Regions from separate parts of the Mus musculus genome. Here regions 1, 2, 3, 4 and 6 are each linked to region 5. A link is a contact called in public Hi-C, HiChIP or PLAC-seq, Micro-C and promoter capture Hi-C data. All regions are on one chromosome and are shown on one strand. The core of a region is the stretch at or near the end of the contact, and the rest is flanking DNA. Distances in the headings are between cores, read along the strand shown. Region 1 overlaps Tanc2 (tetratricopeptide repeat, ankyrin repeat and coiled-coil containing 2). Region 2 holds the start of Kcnh6 (potassium voltage-gated channel, subfamily H (eag-related), member 6). Region 3 overlaps Mrc2 (mannose receptor, C type 2). Region 4 holds the start of Map3k3 (mitogen-activated protein kinase kinase kinase 3). Region 5 holds the start of Tanc2 (tetratricopeptide repeat, ankyrin repeat and coiled-coil containing 2). Region 6 holds the start of Cyb561 (cytochrome b-561).

What was found. Promoter capture Hi-C pulls out the DNA fragments that hold promoters and counts their contacts. A called contact is a pair of places that touch in the nucleus more often than the background predicts. HiChIP or PLAC-seq counts read pairs in DNA pulled down with a chosen protein or histone mark.
Region 1: a contact with region 5 is called in an H3K4me3 HiChIP or PLAC-seq map of embryonic stem cells, with 18 read pairs. The contact joins the enhancer-like site here to the promoter of Tanc2 in region 5. A contact is called at or near these places in 14 of 39 promoter capture datasets (the 3T3-L1 cell line, 3T3-L1-derived adipocytes, the C10 cell line and 9 more), 45 of 484 Hi-C or Micro-C datasets (the AML12 cell line, CD4 T cells, DN3 thymocytes and 29 more), 16 of 115 datasets of contacts at active chromatin or transcription factors (bone marrow-derived macrophages, craniofacial prominence, effector CD8 T cells and 12 more) and 4 of 9 other capture datasets (adipose tissue, embryonic stem cells, liver and 1 more).
Region 2: a contact with region 5 is called in a promoter capture Hi-C map of the SN4741 cell line, with 4 times the contacts expected there. The contact joins the promoter of Kcnh6 here to the promoter of Tanc2 in region 5. A contact is called at or near these places in 4 of 39 promoter capture datasets (the 3T3-L1 cell line, the SN4741 cell line, embryonic stem cells and 1 more), 1 of 484 Hi-C or Micro-C datasets (frontal cortex) and 2 of 115 datasets of contacts at active chromatin or transcription factors (astrocytes and embryonic forebrain).
Region 3: a Hi-C map of bone marrow-derived macrophages shows a contact between it and region 5, with 22 read pairs. The contact joins the enhancer-like site here to the promoter of Tanc2 in region 5. A contact is called at or near these places in 9 of 39 promoter capture datasets (the C10 cell line, the HPC-7 cell line, cranial neural crest and 5 more), 6 of 484 Hi-C or Micro-C datasets (bone marrow-derived macrophages, embryonic stem cells and muscle stem cells), 19 of 115 datasets of contacts at active chromatin or transcription factors (astrocytes, bone marrow-derived macrophages, craniofacial prominence and 13 more) and 2 of 9 other capture datasets (adipose tissue and embryonic stem cells).
Region 4: a Micro-C map of embryonic stem cells shows a contact between it and region 5, with 7 times the contacts expected there. The contact joins the promoter of Map3k3 here to the promoter of Tanc2 in region 5. A contact is called at or near these places in 6 of 39 promoter capture datasets (the 3T3-L1 cell line, cranial neural crest, hematopoietic stem and progenitor cells and 3 more) and 3 of 484 Hi-C or Micro-C datasets (all in embryonic stem cells).
Region 6: a contact with region 5 is called in a Micro-C map of embryonic stem cells, with 3 times the contacts expected there. The contact joins the promoter of Cyb561 here to the promoter of Tanc2 in region 5. A contact is called at or near these places in 7 of 39 promoter capture datasets (the 3T3-L1 cell line, the SN4741 cell line, cranial neural crest and 3 more), 2 of 484 Hi-C or Micro-C datasets (both in embryonic stem cells), 7 of 115 datasets of contacts at active chromatin or transcription factors (craniofacial prominence, embryonic midbrain, embryonic stem cells and 3 more) and 3 of 9 other capture datasets (embryonic stem cells, liver and macrophages).

What each region holds. Positions count from the first base shown.
Region 1 is chr11:105,898,108-105,900,807 of GRCm38.p6, forward strand. It overlaps Tanc2 (tetratricopeptide repeat, ankyrin repeat and coiled-coil containing 2), which reads left to right. Exons shown (of 26, transcript NM_181071.3): 17 at 1,577-1,762. Among named protein-coding and RNA genes, the nearest start is that of Cyb561, 45 kb to the right of the region's middle. Within about 2 kb of position 1,339, at least 19 of the 459 cell types and tissues checked have an H3K27ac peak or open chromatin away from gene starts, as enhancers often do. A contact at or near this core is called in the HL-1 cell line, embryonic stem cells and extraembryonic endoderm stem cells, where this site is marked.
Region 2 is chr11:106,006,779-106,009,478 of GRCm38.p6, forward strand. It overlaps Kcnh6 (potassium voltage-gated channel, subfamily H (eag-related), member 6), which reads left to right and starts at 1,370. Exons shown (of 13, transcript NM_001037712.2): 1 at 1,370-1,500; 2 at 2,205-2,435. The coding sequence starts at 1,425. It overlaps Ace3 (angiotensin I converting enzyme (peptidyl-dipeptidase A) 3), which reads left to right. Exons shown (of 15, transcript NM_001101453.3): 15 at 172-772. The region is part of intron 2 of Gm35971 (a long non-coding RNA gene); the gene reads right to left.
Region 3 is chr11:105,311,045-105,313,882 of GRCm38.p6, forward strand. The region is part of intron 1 of Mrc2 (mannose receptor, C type 2); the gene reads left to right. Among named protein-coding and RNA genes, the nearest start is that of Mrc2, 20 kb to the left of the region's middle. Within about 2 kb of position 1,382, at least 145 of the 459 cell types and tissues checked have an H3K27ac peak or open chromatin away from gene starts, as enhancers often do. A contact at or near this core is called in the HPC-7 cell line, adipose tissue, bone marrow-derived macrophages and 8 more, where this site is marked.
Region 4 is chr11:106,083,188-106,085,968 of GRCm38.p6, forward strand. It overlaps Map3k3 (mitogen-activated protein kinase kinase kinase 3), which reads left to right and starts at 1,400. Exons shown (of 16, transcript NM_011947.4): 1 at 1,400-1,746. The coding sequence starts at 1,743.
Region 5 is chr11:105,588,555-105,591,254 of GRCm38.p6, forward strand. It overlaps Tanc2 (tetratricopeptide repeat, ankyrin repeat and coiled-coil containing 2), which reads left to right and starts at 1,432. Exons shown (of 26, transcript NM_181071.3): 1 at 1,432-1,695.
Region 6 is chr11:105,943,008-105,945,737 of GRCm38.p6, forward strand. Cyb561 (cytochrome b-561) reads right to left here and starts at 1,480. Exons shown (of 6, transcript NM_007805.5): 1 at 1,104-1,480.

The DNA of each region.
Region 1 (2,700 bases), core at 89-2,588, 310 kb after region 5:
AGGGGTTGGCGAGATGGCTCAGTGGGTAAGAACACCGACTGCTCTTCTGAAGGTCCAGAGTTCAAATCCCAGCAACCACATGGTGGCTCACAACCATCCATAACAAGATGATGCCCTCTTCTGGAGTGTCTGAAGATAGCTACAGTGTGCTTACATATAATAAATAAATAAATAAATAAATAAATAAATAAATAAATAAATAAAATCTTTAAAAAAAAAAAAAAAAAAAAGATTAAGCTAAAAACAAGATGTGGAACCTGGCATGGTGGTGCACAACCAAAAAACCCAGCCGTGGGGAGGCATAGGCAGGTGGATCTGCATGAGTTTAGGCCATTCTAGTCTATAAAGCCAGTTCTAGGACAGCCAGAACTATATAGAGAAACCCTGAAGAGTCAGGGGGTACACATCTGTAACTCCATGACTTGGGAGACTGAGGCAAGAGACTCACAAGTTTAAAGTCAGCCTGGGATATACAGGAAGGCCCTCAAAAAAAAAGGAGGAGGAAGAGGAGGATAAAGGAAGTGTCTATCTCAGGGAACGTCTGTCATAGAACAGTGTTCTTTGCCACACTGGCCTATGCTCCTGCCTAACAAGGAAGCACTTGATTTTCTTTCAGCATTTCTTCTACCTGTGCTCTTGGTCCTGGTCTGTTGCTCTTTATTTCACTTGTTATTTCTTTTCTCTTCTTAATTCACATCACCCTTTTCCAAATATTTGTAGGTTTATAAATATTTACTTTATCTGATTGACCTTAAAAAGAAAGTCTTCTCACCTGCTTACCAGAAGCTACAGCTCATCCCTTCACATCCCTCAGACCCATCCTCAGCCACCTCTCTTCCTCACTCTCTGTCACTACTCATAATCCAGCTTCTGGGAGTTAGTTATTATATAAATAGAACTTTTACTCACCAGATGTAATTGTTATCTAGGACGCTTACCGATAAATACACTCAATCTTTCTAGTTCTTTCTGAACTCTGGCTAGCTGGTTCAACTTGGCTATTGAGGTAGCCCAAACTCCTCTCCAAACTGATTGATTCAAATTGGCTTCTCTCACTTTCTGACTGAATTGCTCTGCTTGGAAAGATTCCCTCTGAACTCCACAAAATGAACTGCCCCAAACTCAACTCAACTCAAGTCCTCTGAATTGGCACATTCTTTCTCCCTCACTGCTCCTAAGTAGCCTCTCTTTCCTGTCTGTTCTCGTGAGAGTTGGGCAGATCCTATCTATGACTCATTCTGTCAAGTCTTCCTCTGACTTGTTACTTTGTCTTCTCCTCTTAGACATTTCAAACATGCCTGCTTTCTACAAACTAAATTCACCTATATTGTTTGGGATAAAAGGTGTGTGTACTAAGGGTGTGTCTGTATTCCACCAAGGTCATTCTGTAATCCAGAGTGTGTCTGCATTCCAACCAAATCACCTGAGGGTTTTGTTTTTTTCTTTGAATGTAAAAACAAAAGCCTTGCCTCATTTTCTGGGGAAAGTTCTCTGCAGAGGGATGTACAGAGGAACTGGACATCAATAATCTAGGCTGAGTTCCTTGTTCACAGCTCTCTCTATTTTCTTCCCATAGGTGGATCACTTGGATAAGAATGGACAGTGTGCTTTGGTTCATGCTGCTCTGCGAGGTCATCTAGAGGTTGTCAAGTTTCTGATTCAGTGTGACTGGACAATGGCTGGCCAGCAGCAAGGAGTGTTTAAGAAGAGCCACGCCATCCAGCAGGCCCTCATTGCTGCAGCCAGCATGGGTTACACTGAGGTAAGAAAAAAAAAAGGACCTAAGAAACTGTGGGGCAAAGACTTGAATGATGCAAAATTGCCAGCCACACTGGTGAAAAGTTTTTAATCACTTTTGTGATGAACAGGGGATTAAACTCCACAATACTCTAATACTACGTACCTAGAATTATGTGCGTGGAAAAACTTAAGAGTCAGAAAAGAGTTTGGAAAAAAAAAAAAAGAAAAGAGTTTGGAAATTGTCACAGCTTCTCCCACACTTTCTGTGACACTAAAACACAGAGGAGTTACTGACCTGTAGACATATGGTCAGACATTTTGGGACAAGAAGGATGCACCCCACAGAACCTCAGAATGGTTGATTTTGGTCCAAGATGGTACAGTTTTCTTACTGCCTTAGAACCCTAGTCTTCATCCATAAAGTTACTGAAGTCTTTTTACAAGGCTGCTATGAAGGATGCTCTAAATAATTAATACCATACAGATGGCATTTTCTACATTATTAATAAGTGTGGCAAATTCATGGACTTGGTAGTATTCTGTGAAATGTTAAGTAACTGACAATGAGGAAAGGAAAAGACTATAACCAGGGAGCAGGTACACAGCTGCTTATGCTTATTATAAATTTTACTAATCTAAGGAATGGGCTACACTGTGACAAACAGTGTTCTCAATTGAATGGTTAATTGAGTGTTGGCTTTGGTCAAATATGAATCTGTAGCCAACCTGTGGTTGCAACCTATGATGTAACAAGTAGAATTGCATCTAATTTGCTTTTTCCCAGTAATTTTACGGCCATTGACTCTGATGTTGGATTTACTGTTAACTGTCTCTCACCTGTACTGATTAAAATGAAACGCATTGGGCCGGGCGTGGTGGCGCACGCCTTTAATCCCAGCACTTGGGAGGCAGAGGCAGGCGGATTTCTGAGTTCGAGGCCAACCTGGTCTACAGAGTGAG
Region 2 (2,700 bases), core at 120-2,619, 420 kb after region 5:
TCCTCATTACTAGATGTTAGGTCCATAAGGCTCAACATGCGTCGGGATTACTCTTTGTAATGTGGAGACCAGAAAAATGCTTGAATGAATAAGCAAATGAATGAATGTCTTACTGCGTAAGCCCATGCTACTGACTGGATAGGAAATACTGTCCCCACTTCTCTTCCACAGCCAGCCTGCTCCCCACATTCAGGGACAGCCAAGACATCTCTGCCCCCCCAGGAAACCACACTTGGCAGCCCTCTCATCTCTCAACCACTGTGGCCAAGGTCCCCCACCAGGTATTGTGGCAAGGACACATCCCGCCCAGGACTCTAAGCCTCTCACCTGGACTTCAGTGGAAACCTCACTGAGCCTCCTTGGCCACCCCCTCCACCCCCCCATCCACTTTGTAAAGTTTATATTTCTGCCAGAATATTTGCTTCAAAGGCCTTCAAATTTCCTTCCGAACCTCAGACTTCTTAAAAACGTAGCTGTCCATCAATTAAATCTGGATGTTCAAACTAGCACTGGATGCTGCTTGTCATTTTTTTCTCCTGCATTTTCACCTCCTCCATTGGCCAGTTCAGCCCCTCTGCATTGACACCACCCTTGGGCCTTTTCCGAAGGTGCATGTTTCATTTTGAATGCTTGCTACTAAAATGTGGCTCAAAATTGGTCTTGGGACCCTCTGCAAAGTTCCAAGTCCACCAAGGTGCTTAATGAACTGTGGCCCTTCTTTTCTCCTCTCAGAAAACCCCCCTTTTTTTCAATAAACTTCACCCCACCCCAATTTGCTTTTTCTAAGTGTGTTCATTTTTAATCAGTACACAGACACTTTTACCAGTGGTCACTTGCTAATAGGTGGCGGCCATTTGTGGGCAAGGGGCCTAAGTGCCCCATTGCCACAGTCAGTCCCAGCGGTAAATCCCTGAAGACAGCCTTCAACAAAAAACTATCTGAAGCCCCTAACAACTTCTGCCCTCCTCTGCCTGGAAAACTACTTCAGTATCAAAAGGGGTCCAAAGAGATGCTGAGGTCTCTGTCTATTTGGACATGAGCAGAAGTTCTTCAGAGTATCCCAGGTTCAGGACCCCTGCCCCTCTCTCTAGGATTCAGAGCCCCTTATGGATCAGAATTTGCTCTTGTCCTGACCCCCAACCCCAACCCCAACCCCGTCTGCCTGTCACGTCCCTTGGCTTATTTCAGCACCACGACGCGGACAGCTCCCGGGCGCAAGCCTCGTGGAAGGAGGAGGAGCGCTGAGCCGTGGGAGCGGGAGGACTAGAGAGGGCGGGGAGGGCAGACGCTGGAGGACGGGCGGGGCCCGATAGCCCTCCCCGGGGGCGGCGCCCACCCCAGCCCGACGCTGCTGAGCCCCAGGACTGACGGAGACGCCAGAAGCCAGGGCACCGGTCACTCCCAGCAAGTGGTGTTACAGAAAGATGCCAGTCCGCAGGGGCCACGTTGCTCCCCAAAACACTTACTTGGACACCATCATCCGCAAGTTTGAGGGCCAGAGTAAGTGTGAGGTTTGGGGGTGTGGGGGACTCTCTGCAGTACGGGTTGGATGGCAGGAGCAGCCAAACTCTTCACTAACTTCTGATGGGGTAAAAGAAATGGCAGGGCTGGGGGCTGGGGGGGGGGGTAGATTCTGAATACAAAATCTTTCGTTTTGATGTCCCCAACACCTCCTCCATATGTGCTGTGTCTTGGGCATAATGCCACTCTTCTACCTGCTCACAGCAGTTTTCTTGGTGTTACAAACCCTGGCCTGCCCTCTCAGTCACTGCCCACTTACCCCTCCAGACCATTCATGCCTCTCCTAGAGGTTTGCCTGACTTCCTTCTTTTCACCCACAGAGCAGGTCTGACTCCCTGGTCACAGTCCTGCTTTCTGGTCTGGATCCCAACTATTATTCCAGGAGTTCTGGGGTCTTCCTCCCACTCTACTGACCCTAGCCCCCAAGCTTGGTTCCCACACCCCTACTTTTCTGCTCCCTGCCTCCTTCATGCCCCTCTGTGCTCCCAGAAGGAATGACCTTTCCCCAGGACTCTTGGTTCTTCCACCCTCCCTTGCTCTGTCCTCCACCTCCCTCATTCTGGCCCCTGCCTGCTCCTGTGTATAAATCCCCTCCTTGGCTGCCACCGGTCCCTGTAATCTTTCTCTCCCAACTACCCACTCCTGGCTGCCACGGTCTTCCTACCTTTTTCTTCCCACCCCAGGTCGTAAGTTCCTGATTGCCAATGCACAGATGGAGAACTGTGCCATCATCTACTGCAATGATGGCTTCTGCGAACTCTTCGGCTACTCCCGTGTGGAGGTGATGCAGCGACCCTGTACCTGTGACTTCCTCACTGGCCCGAACACTCCGAGCAGTGCTGTGTCCCGCCTGGCGCAGGCCCTGCTTGGGGCTGAAGAGTGCAAGGTGGACATCCTCTACTATCGCAAGGATGGTGAGACTCAGTTGGGCCAAGGGTCCTGTAGGCTACCTTTCTTGTCTATCATGGAGTGCCCTGGGGGAAGGGTCTGACCTAAGAGCCAAAGAGCCTGGACCACTTCTATCCCCACTCTGGGCCTTGGTTTCCTTAGTATTAGAGAGAAGCAATGAGAATTGCATGTTATGTCTTCTAAGGGACTTGAGATTGGGCTGAGCCAGCTATTGGTACTGGTATAGAACAGCCTCTTGCTCCACTTTCCCTCCCCCACCTCCCAGCTACC
Region 3 (2,838 bases), core at 132-2,631, 280 kb before region 5:
TCACATTCCTAATATTTTTTTTTCATAGAACAAGCCTTGGTTTTTATTACGTTAAAAAAAGTCTCATATTAATTTTATTTTCTGACTCTATGCTTGTGCTTCAACGTTTCTACAATGATTTTTCCACTCCTCAGTAAGGGATACTATTACGGGGCTTTGAGTCAGCCTAGTTTTGTTAGAGTCTGTATTTTAGGAAAGCTTACCACGGTATGGCAAGTGAGAGCCTCCAAACACCGTCCCTGTAAGAGCAAAAATGATATTTCTAGTATTTCAGTCCTTGCTGCCCCCCCCCACCCCCGAAGTCAAAATTAAATTTAAAGGAATGATGCTTTTCTGAAATGTGTGTGGATGTCTCCAAATACGTTCACTCAGCCATTCATCCCCAGCAGTTATGTGGGTGTCTAACCTGGTATAGAGGCCGGGACTCAGAAATAAGTGATTCTCTGAAATAATACGCTCATAGTTCCCTCCCACACACTGATGGCTCCCAGGAGCCTTGGAGACCTGCCTTCATAGAGTACTGGCGGTTGTTGGGGGCAGATCCTCTCAAGGTTGCCGAGGGCAGCGCTTTGGCGTGGATGTATTTCACCCACGCGTGTCCGGGTCTGAATTCCAATTTTGGCCCGGGGCAGTGGGGTTGGACTGTGCTGGCCTAGAAAATCATTTCCTGCCGTCATCGTCACAGTATCCGTGGTTGTGCAAGTGCCCTCATCGGGAAGGAAGTGGCTGATGGGCTGTTTGTTTTGGCTGGGGGCTCGCAGATGGCCTCTGGGGAGAGGGCCGGGTGAGCTGGGCACAGATCTCAGGGCGCCCCGGGCAGGGACCTGAGCCAGGCCCTCGCGGGTGTGGTAGGCTCCTGGGATGGTCGGGGATGCGGGTCTGGGTCTTTAGTGAAGGAGCTGATCCTGAGAGTAGCAAAGAGAGTCTCTGCTTTTGTGGACTCTAGGTGGCTCTAGGCTTTGTCATGGAAGATGAAGCCTGGGAAGGGACAGGCTGAAAAGGCATTGGTGATGCTTGGTCATGAGAAGACAAAAGCCATCAGGGTGGGCCGAATGATCTCCAGCCTCCCCCCCTCCCCCCCGTTTTGTTTGTGTTTGCCTTTTAGAGGTGTTCGTTTGTGTGTTTGTTTGTTTGTTTGTTTTAATAAAATTGTGTGTGTGTGTGTGTGTGTGTGTGTGTGTGTACACGTGTGCCCGCGAGTGTATGCAGGTACCCTAGGAGATCAGAAGAGAGTATCTATCAGATCCTGTGGCTCTGGAGTTACAGGCTGCCTTACATGGTCACTGGCAAGTGAATTCTGATCCTATGGAAGAGCAATGAGTGCTCTTAACCACTGATCCAGCCTTTGTGTATGTTTTAGAACAGGGTCTTACTCTGTGGCCCCAGCTGGCCTCTTAAGTACCAGTCATCTTGCCTCAAGCCTGCTGAGTGCTGAGACTGCAGACATCTGCCACGACGCCTGGCTAAGATCCAGTCGTCCCAACAAGCCAGGGAGAGAGCCAGGGTGGTGAAGGTTTGTGTTCCCAGAAAACCCCAGGGTTCAAGCCCCACCAAGACCCTTTTCCTGGGCCAGGACTTCAGATCCACCGGAAAGCGCACAGATCTAGGCTTCCCACAGTCTCCAGCAAGGTCTCTTGCATTTAACAGGGAGACGAGAATCTCACGCCTACACTCATTCCCGTCAGGCATCGGATAACACACTTGTCAGCCCACATGTTAAACCAGAAGGAAGGACATGTCTGGAAAAGAAGGAGAGAGGAATCCATCCCGTGGCGACTGCACAGCAAAGGGCAGAGCAGCCTGTGCTGCGGGCAAAGGGTTAGGCAAAAGCACTTGAAGCAATGGGTGGCCCACAGTTTGGACAGGCAGGAACTGATAGCTGCTGAGCAGGAGGAAGGAGAGGAGAGAGGGAAACCCACCTCAGGTTTTTGGTAGGGTGAAGTGGGGTAGGACTGTGTGTCTCGAGGGGAGGGATGGCTCCACCCCCTTGCCCAGAGTCCCTGTGTCTACAACTATATGGGCACAGTCTAGCAGAGGGAATGTAGGGTGAACTGCTGGGTCTCCAGGGCTGACCCCTTAGCAAAGTGGAGCTGGCAGCTTCTGCTGACTCAAGGACATTTCCAGGCTTGACCTTAAGGCCAATTAAAAACAGCTGCTTCTCTTGGCTGGCAGCCCCTGAGCCAGGCTCTGGCTCTCCCTGGAATGACAGCCTCACCTCTCCCTCTATGTGACCTGGGGAGGGGACTAATAAGAGGGATGCTGAAGGACTGAAGGCCACACTGCAATCTTTAGGTCAGATCTCCCCCCCCCCCCACCCCCTAGAGTCACCAGCTCTCCAAGAGCTAAGCCAGATGGTGGCCGGGGCCCCAGTTTCAGATTCCAGTGTCTGGCCTTTGGGCCTGCGGTTCCCCAGCCTGGAACACCCTCCTGTCCTCGCCTCTGCTCCAGCGAGCCTTCAGGATTTCGTAGCACATGCCTTTCGTTCAACAGCGATTTCCTGAGTCTGCTGCTGCATGTCAGGCACCGGGCTCAAATTAGCTCCTCAACCGCTTCCTTCAGCAGCAATGTCTTCAGCTTGTCCTAGAGAGCAGCCGGTTAGCTAAGGGCTCCCACCTCTGGCCCGGTCTGCTCTGGAGGAGTCTGGTAAGCTTCAGGGGCAGCGAGGAGGTTTCTGTGGAGAAATAAAACCCGCCTTGCCACATTGCTTTAAAACCCACTCTCTGTCTGTGCATGGGAATAAGTTTCCATGGTGATAGCCCGGACATCTGAGACATGGAAAGGGTGGACCACCGCTTTGGCAGTACCAGAGAGATTCCTGCTATACTCTGGTGACCTGGA
Region 4 (2,781 bases), core at 150-2,649, 490 kb after region 5:
AGAGAGAGAGAGAGAGAGAGAGAGAGAGAGAGGACAATAAAGTTAATAGTATGGGTTGAGAGTGGGGATGAAGAAAAAGAATTGCGTAAGACACTCCTTAAGAGATCTGATACTCCAAAGCCACCTCCTAAGGTAAGTGTTTCTAAATGACAACTGAAAATGGCATCAGATTTTTCTGGAATCTGAAATATGTCATTGGAACTGTCTCCAGAGAAAGGGAAGCCACACTAACTGTGGTAGAGTTGGAATCTTAAGACTGGGTGTATGAATTATTGAAACAATGGAGGTTGAAAAAGTTAATCACAATGCTCTTTTGAAAGATCACACAGCCAGTACAATTGTTTTGAGACAATATTTAGTGGCACAGGAAGCACAAAAGTGTAAGCACACCAGAAAACAATATGAAGTTATTTTTTGTCTAACGTTGCATATCTAGGTAGGAAATAGATAAAACTATCTTCAGGGTAGGGCTTTTCTTTCTGTTTTCCTGCACTTTTAAGTTTTCTTTTAAAAACGTGTCTCGCTTTTATAATTCTAAGAGCAAAACTTGTCCAAAAGCAACTCTAGCAGAACTCAGAATGTGGGGACCCACATTCCAGCACTAGCCTAGCCTTTGAAGACGGAGTATCAGGTGTGGCCTCGGAGGTCTGAGACCCAGGGGGATGAGAGAAGTAACAAGACCATCCCCCTGCCTGTAAGCCGAGGCTACTCAGGGTATCGCGCAGCTCAAGTAGCCTGAAAGCATCGAGCCAAACCTTCCCTGCCCAATCCGCGCCAGACACTTTGCCCCAGCAGGGGCCGGACACCTCAGCACCTCGAGGTCGCCAACAACCGACAACCATAGGGCCGAAGGTTTTCTTTTTCTGAGGGCCTCTACAGAAGACGACTTTGCAAGGCGCCAGGCCGGGGTAGCCGCCGAGGGGAACGGCGCCAGCCCGCGCGCCCGCCGAGGGTTCCGCAACTGAGCAGAGGGTTGTGGGCGGAGCCTCAAGCCGGAGCAGTGATTGGAGCAGCCCACACCTTGGCCAGAGAGGCTGAGAGCGCCAGCTAGCGACACTCCGCGGCGGGTACTCAGCGCTCTCTCCGTGATTGGCTAGGCGCGAGAGGACGGGCGCTGTCTCAGTGATTGGCAGGCTCTAGCCAGCCCTCGGAAATCGCCTTGACTTCGCCCATTGGCATCCTGTGAGAGTAGGCGGGATTGGTCCGTCGTGATTAGCTGGCGGATGAGAGTGAGGGCGTTGGGAGAGAGCGGGGAGGAGGAGGCGGGAGTATCTGACTTCCTCCTGGTTATTGGCTGGTAATGAGAGTGGGGGTAGTGCCAAGGCCCAGCGGCTGCATGCGATTGGCAGATGCTGGCATGAGTGACAGGCTGCAAGGCTTGCTGCGCGCCCAGCGGTTTGTTTTTCGGAGCGTTCCTGAGGTGGAGAACAGTGGCCGGTCGGAGCGTCTTCTGGACTTCAGGACTCGCAGGCGGCCCGGTCGAGTGGCGCCGCCGAGGCCGGGTTGGGCCGAGCCTGGGAGCGCCGGGGATGTAGCGGGCCAACCTGCTCATGCCACAGCGCCCGGCCGCGGCCGGAGCCGGAGCCTGGGGAGGCGGCGGGGGCCCCGAGCGCAGCCCACGGCCCCCGCGCGGAGCCAGGCCCGCTGCCGTCCCCGCCGCCCGCTCCCCCGGCATGCAGCCCCGGCTGCGGAGGTGACACTTCTGGGCTGTAGTCGCCACCGCCGCCTCCGCCATCGCCACCATGGGTGAGTACCGCCACCGCCCCGGCCTGTGCCCGCGCTGCTTCGCGACGCCCCGCCCCAGGCTGAGGGGAGGAGGACCCTGGGCCGCCGCCTGACAAGGCATGGACAGTTCGCCGGGCCCGGGGCTGAGGATCGCGGACCGCTCGCCTCTCCGCGGTGCCTCGATCGGGGCGCCGTTCTGGCTACCTCCGGGGGTGCCCTACCGGCCAAACCCACTCGGCAACTCTCTTTCCGGGCATGCGGCCGGCGTATCCCGGGGAGGGGTCTGCGGGACCGAGGCCCGTCGGGCGGCCCACTGCGGTCCCCAGCGAGCTGGCGCGCGAGCTTGAGGGTGGGGGAGCCGGAGCTCAGTGTGGGGCCGGGGCTGGAGCCTGGTGCAGGCCCAGCTGCTGTTGTGTCTTTTCCTTGATTTGCTTTTTTTTTTTTTTTTTTTTCCTGCCTGTGTCATTTCCTTCCCTTTGCTCACACAGGCTGGCCTGTGAGTTCCCGGGGCTTTGCTCTGGAGCTCTGTGCGCTCTCCTGCGCGGGGGAGGGGGACGCGGGGGGAGGGTATGCGGGGCATCCACTGCGACGCTATTCGACGCGGATCCCTGTTAGCAATAGCAGGCTTGAGAAATGCGAGCTGCGCTCCTCGCAGATTACTGGAAGTTAAGAATCCTTGAGCGCTGAGGGTTATAACTCAAACCCTACTTTTGGAAAAACCCGGCTTTTATATTTATCCTGCGCTACCCCTGCAACTATGTAACTTTTTGAAAGAGGCATTCGGTACATAAAAGGATCACTATGAAATCATTTCCTTTTTGTCAGTATTTGTAATTCTCCTGTGAAGATGTAATCTAAGAAAAGTTTTTTTAATGCCTTCTACAAAATATTTGAGCTGTTTTATATATATTTTGCATAATTTTGGTTCTTTATCAAAAAGTCTTGGACTTAGCTAAGGAATGTGTGACATTTTAAATATATTTTGCTTCCCCAGTTGGGGCAGGTATTGTGATGCTCATTTTCCTGGTCTCAATCAGGTTTTGCAAAAATATTTAG
Region 5 (2,700 bases), core at 182-2,681:
TTTAAAAAAATCAAAGAAATTACATAAGTGCTATGGGGTTGGGGTAGATTCAGATAGACTGTTATCAAAATAAGCAACCAATCAATCAATTTCTCCACCTTCTAAACGGCACTGAAACAACACCCTTGATTGATGCAATTTGTGAATCTATTTCCAATCATGGCATTTCATTAAGAAGCAGATGACGAAAAAGTCATCTCAGTTAATGGGATGGAAGTTCACCCAAGCAAAATATGCAACGATGATTGCTTTGTATCATCTTGTAGCACGCACTTGGGAAAAAATTTTTATTCCAAGAATCCTGCAAAGTTGAAGGGCTGTTTTCGTGGTTTGAAGCAAGCTGAAGACCATCTAGGCAGAGAGTTTGGGGAGAAACATGACTGAATAGCCTCCAATGGGGTCTTAATGTGATGACTTTCTATGCTTAGCCGGGTGCCTTGAAATCACTATAGTTCTTATTGAAGCTGGTAATGACAGAGGCAGCGTGTCAACTTTACTGAAGTCTAGCAAGCTAAGGTTAGAGAACTGTCATCAATTGTTCCAGATGACAGTTTTCTTTCTTCCTCTCTATTTTCCCTCGCCCCCCCCCCGCCCCCAAGCCATTGTTGTTTTTCCTCCCATCCCTGTTCGAAAGGCAACGGTGGCATCTTGAAAGCAGTCTACACATTACCACTGAGACGCAGGAGAGGAATAACTGACACTTGTTGGCGTCGATGACTTTGAGTGACACGTGTGCCTGTGGTGACCAGAGCCGGGGGCAGTCTAGAGGAACGTTCGGGCTATCAAAGCAGGAGGAAAGGCCCCCAGAAGTGGGCGCACGTGACAGCAGCAGCCACCTCGAGAGTGACATCATCTCGGGGGGCGGAGCCAAACTCTTTAGGGCCTTGTCAGCTATTGAGCTTCCTCTCCTCTTCCTTACCAAATGCCTTCGACCCCACCAGTCCAAGCCCCCTGAGGAAACCAGAAATGCCTACACGTCCTGCAGCGCCAGGGCCCCCTCTGTCAGCGCGGAGCCGGGGTTCACCACCACCAGCTCTCGCAACGCCTCCCCGCCCCCAGGCCGTGGAGGGGCGGGGGGCGGGGGCGCGCGCGCTCCACCACGCACGCGCCCCCACGCACGCGCTCTCCCTCCGCGCTCGCGCTCCTCCCCAACCCGGCCCGGAGGGGGCGGGGCTGCGGGCGGCCTCCGAGGGTGCGACGCCCCCGGCGCGGCGGCGGCGCTAGAGAGCGGCCTGCCGGGCGCGGGTTGCTGGGCGCGCGCTGCTCCGGCGGGGCCCGCTGGCCACAGCCGCCTCGCGCCAGCCGCCCGCCCGCCCAGCGCGGCCAGCTGCGAGCGCCGCTAGCGCGGGGCCCCAGGCGGCAGGCGCCGCGCTCCCTCCGCCGCCCCGCGCGCCTCCTCGGGCGGCCCCGCCCCCGTTCCCATCCCCCTCGCGCTCACCTCCCGGCTGTGCCGCGCGCGAGGCGGAGCGAGGCGCCCGCCGCCGCCGCGGTGCTGAGGGGCGAGCCTGTCCCCCCCGCGCCGCCGCTGACAGGAGGACCGCAGCGGGCTGCCAGCGCTCGCCGGCCGCGAGGCCCCGCCGAGCCCGACTGAGGTGCGGATCCTCCGTGGGGCGTCCGCGGGCGGCGCGGTCCTCACCGGAGACCACTGGCACGCGGGCTTGACCCCGAGGTGCGCCGCGCCCCTTAGAACGGCAGGTAAGGGCTGGGCGAGCAGGGAAGAAGGGTCGGTGAGGGTGAGGTGACAGGGGCGTTCGCTTGCGACGCCTCAGCTGCGGGGGCTGGGGCGAGCAGGGAGACTGGGAAACGGACAGTGAAGTGCCTCCGGTGTCGAAGGCGTGGGGAAGGCAGGCTGCCTCCGAATGAATGTGGGACCGAGGGCGGCTTCGGAGGGCTCCGGGGTCTACCACTTGGTTGTCACCGAGGTTGGTCTTGGTATTTGGTACCTGGAGGGTCTTTGGATGACGGGGACCGGGATGAGATGCGAGGCAGATTGCTAAACGTGGCAAGGAATGTGGTGCAGAACGAGTTGCAAAATGTGTCCCTGAATGCAGCATAAAAGTAGTTGTGAAATGTGCCAGGTAAAGGCACAGGATGGGCTGGCCTCTGTGGCGTAGAAATGCATGGTAGAAGTGTTATTAGGAACATGAATAATTCCTTTGGGGAAGGAGGTGTACTATAATAAAAGACTAATGGGGCTTTTGCTACATATTCTGTCGTAGGAGATCGAGAGGAGCTGCGATTTTTGACATGGGGAAAGTACCCACGTGAAAGCAAAAAAAAAAAAAAAAAAAAAAGATTGTCTGATTGTGAGATGGGAAAGGAAAAAAATGGGGCTAAAATGATTTCAGATTTTGTCATCAACATGTAGAGCATCCATGCAATTGTAGCCTGTCTCTCTATTCCAGGTGTGGAATGTTTAAAATGTTTCCCAGAAAACATAAACAATGGTCATTAGCATTAGGAAAAGATTGGATGTCTTTCACTCTCTCCTCTGCTCCTCTCAAGGAAAAAAGAAAAAAAAGAAAAACACAAACAACAAAAAAAGACAAACAAGCCAAGCACCCTGACTGTAATTGTGTGTTCAGGATCGTTAGGCAAAGGGAACGATTTTTCATGTGTCCCTGCCTTGGCTTTTTTACAGGTGAAAATAAGTGGAACAAGGAAAACAGAACAATATGGTGAACAAAAGGGATAAATTTT
Region 6 (2,730 bases), core at 230-2,729, 350 kb after region 5:
CTCTGTAGGTCTGCTGGCTTTAAACGTTCAGTCTCCCTGCATCAGGCTCCCACATTCTAGGAACACAGCCTCTTGTCACCACAAGTGACCTAGGTGGTAATTTTAATGTCTGAAATTTCATATTCCCACTTGTACTCTAATTAATTGTGAGGCGATTAGAAAATGGAACGCAAGGCCTGGCATGGCCTTTAATCCCAGCATTCAGATGTCTGTAAGTTCAAGAAACCTGGGCTCTGCCTACCCAGGGACAATGGCAGGGCAGGGCATCTGTGTGCAACTCTACTTCTGGTTCCAGGAGCTCCTCCTACAAGGGGTGGGGTTGGAGCAGTCCAGTATTTTCCTCCCAGATCCAAGTGCTGAGGAGCAATCAAGGTATCTAAGGGAGGTGAGAACACTTTGCTTTTTGTTTTGTTAAGAAGCGGACAGAACTCAGGTATCGGAGATGGGGCTTTTCTTAAAGAAAATTGCCAAGACAAAAAAAGGAAGGGCAACCAAAAGTGTCTGTGACTTGTGGTGCTGCAGCGCCTGTGGAAAGGTGGTAAGGGTAAGAAGAGAAGTGACCGGAAAGGGGGAGGTGGCCTGGCTACCACTCCAGGAGTCAGAGGCGGCAGCAGATCCCTCTCTCCGAGAAGTTCCGCCCCTGAGTCACTTCCAAGGCCAAAGCACGAAGCCAGGCGTTCTGCCAGGATAGGAACTAGTTATCCTGCCCGAGGACGGTGGGATGCGGAAGAAGAGAAAGAGGATCCACCAGGCCCGCACCTGAGCGCAGGGACCGGCCGCGGGGACAGTGGGAGCTCAGTCGTGGCGAATGCAGATTGGTCCACTCCCACCCACTTTGTTCTACAGTACAGCCGCAGGCCCCTGGACTTGAATTCAAGTCACCAGCAGTCCCCATTCTAACTCGGGCAGACGCGGCCCGCGCTCCCCCGGCTGCCTTGCCGGGTGCCAGCAGCACAACACCCGCGTCAGGGGACAAGCCGGGCAGCGCCGGGTCGGTGCGGGCAGGTGCGCGCGGAAGGGCGGCTCGAAGCCCTGCCTCACCTGGCCACAGTCCCCTCCGCCCCTCCGCGCGGAACTCGGCTCCCCACCTCCCCGTCGCCTACCTTGTCCCGCCGCCGCCAGGCCTGCGCGCGTCCACGCGCCGCGCCCCGGACGCTCGGCAGGTTCCACGAGCCTCGGCGCGACGGCGTCGCCATGGAGACGGGGCGGCGGCGGGGAAGCGGTAGCGCGCGCGAGGAGGCGACGGTCACCTGCGCCGGAAGTCCCGCCAGGCGCCGGCACTCGGTAGGGCACCTCGGCTACACCGACCCGCACTCAGGACCCGAACTCCAGCAGCTTCGGGACTGGCTCCGGACTGGCTCGGGACCGGCGTGCGGGGAAGGTTAGCGGCGCGGGTTCGGCGCCCGGGTTCCCGGTCTCTAGCTTCTCGCTCGCTACTCTCCACGCCCAAACCCAGGAGGCCGCTAGGTGTCAGGCCTGGCCTGGGCCCAAGCTCAGCTCCGGGAACCCAGGGTCACCTCTTCCAGCCCTCGTGGGCGGAGATGGCACTTTACACTTTACTGGAAGGCTGGGAATAACCCTGCCCTTCCGCATCTGCACACCAGCCACATTGACCACATAGACACTGTTGTTGATACAGTTTGCCTCCCATTTTTTCCACTCCAGGATACACACACACACACACACACACACACACACACACACACAGAGAGAGAGAGAGAGAGAGAGACAGAGACACCAATCTAAGGGTAAATTGTGTCCTTCCAACTTCTCATTTAAGTCCTAGACCTGGTGTATGCCAAGGTCTGTACTTAAGACTGTTGCCAAGACCAAGGCTGGGAGCTTAGCAGATCCTGGCCCGCTATCCAGGAAATGCTACGAATAGATAAGAGCCTAGCTCAGACTTCCTACAAGCTGGGAACAAAAGGTTCTTTCCTGTTGGATGCCTGGCCAGACTCACGGAGAGGAGGAGAGAAATGGGGTATTTTACCTTGTGAGGCAAAGCATGACTGTGAAGGCAGTCCCTGGAACACCTCAGCATGCTGGGAGCTGCCCACTGGTAGAAGCCAGAATTGGGGCGGGGGCTCCTTCTTAGAGGGTGGGTATGCTGTCTAGTGTACGGTTGAGAGAGAACCAAAAACCGGAATTACCTTATGGTAACTTTTCGTCTGGCAGAAGCTAATGGGCTTTTTAAGGTAAGCAACAGCTTCCTTGGTGGTGCAGGCAATAAATACATGCTTATAAACTAAACATGGCGCTGAGCCATTTCTCATTGTTTGCTGGGTATATTTGGGCTCCTGGGAGGAAAAGGAGGGACCGATTTTGGCAGGATGGAATCTTGTTTAAGTGTTGGTCTTAAAGTGCCTTCCAAGACCCGGGGAGGCTCCTGTTGGGAGAGTCCTTTGTTGGATCATCCCCTACCTCATTCCTTCAAGTCTCCAAGCTGACTGCTTCACAGTGCATTTCCTGACCGCCAGTGTGGCAGTATGGGAAAGACTAGAGTTATGACGACCACACATACACTCACACACACTCACGATGCAGGGAGGGGGTCTCTGAGCGAAAGGCCTTAAGGAGCAAAAAAAGGCACCGAGCAGAATAAATTTTGTCCTCATAACCAGGACGCCAGACCTAAGGCAGACCCACTCCCACCTGGCACATTCTTTCTCCCCAGGGCTACCCAGTGCAGAAAGCTGAGGGGAAAACCAGGATTCCTAGTTACATTTCTAT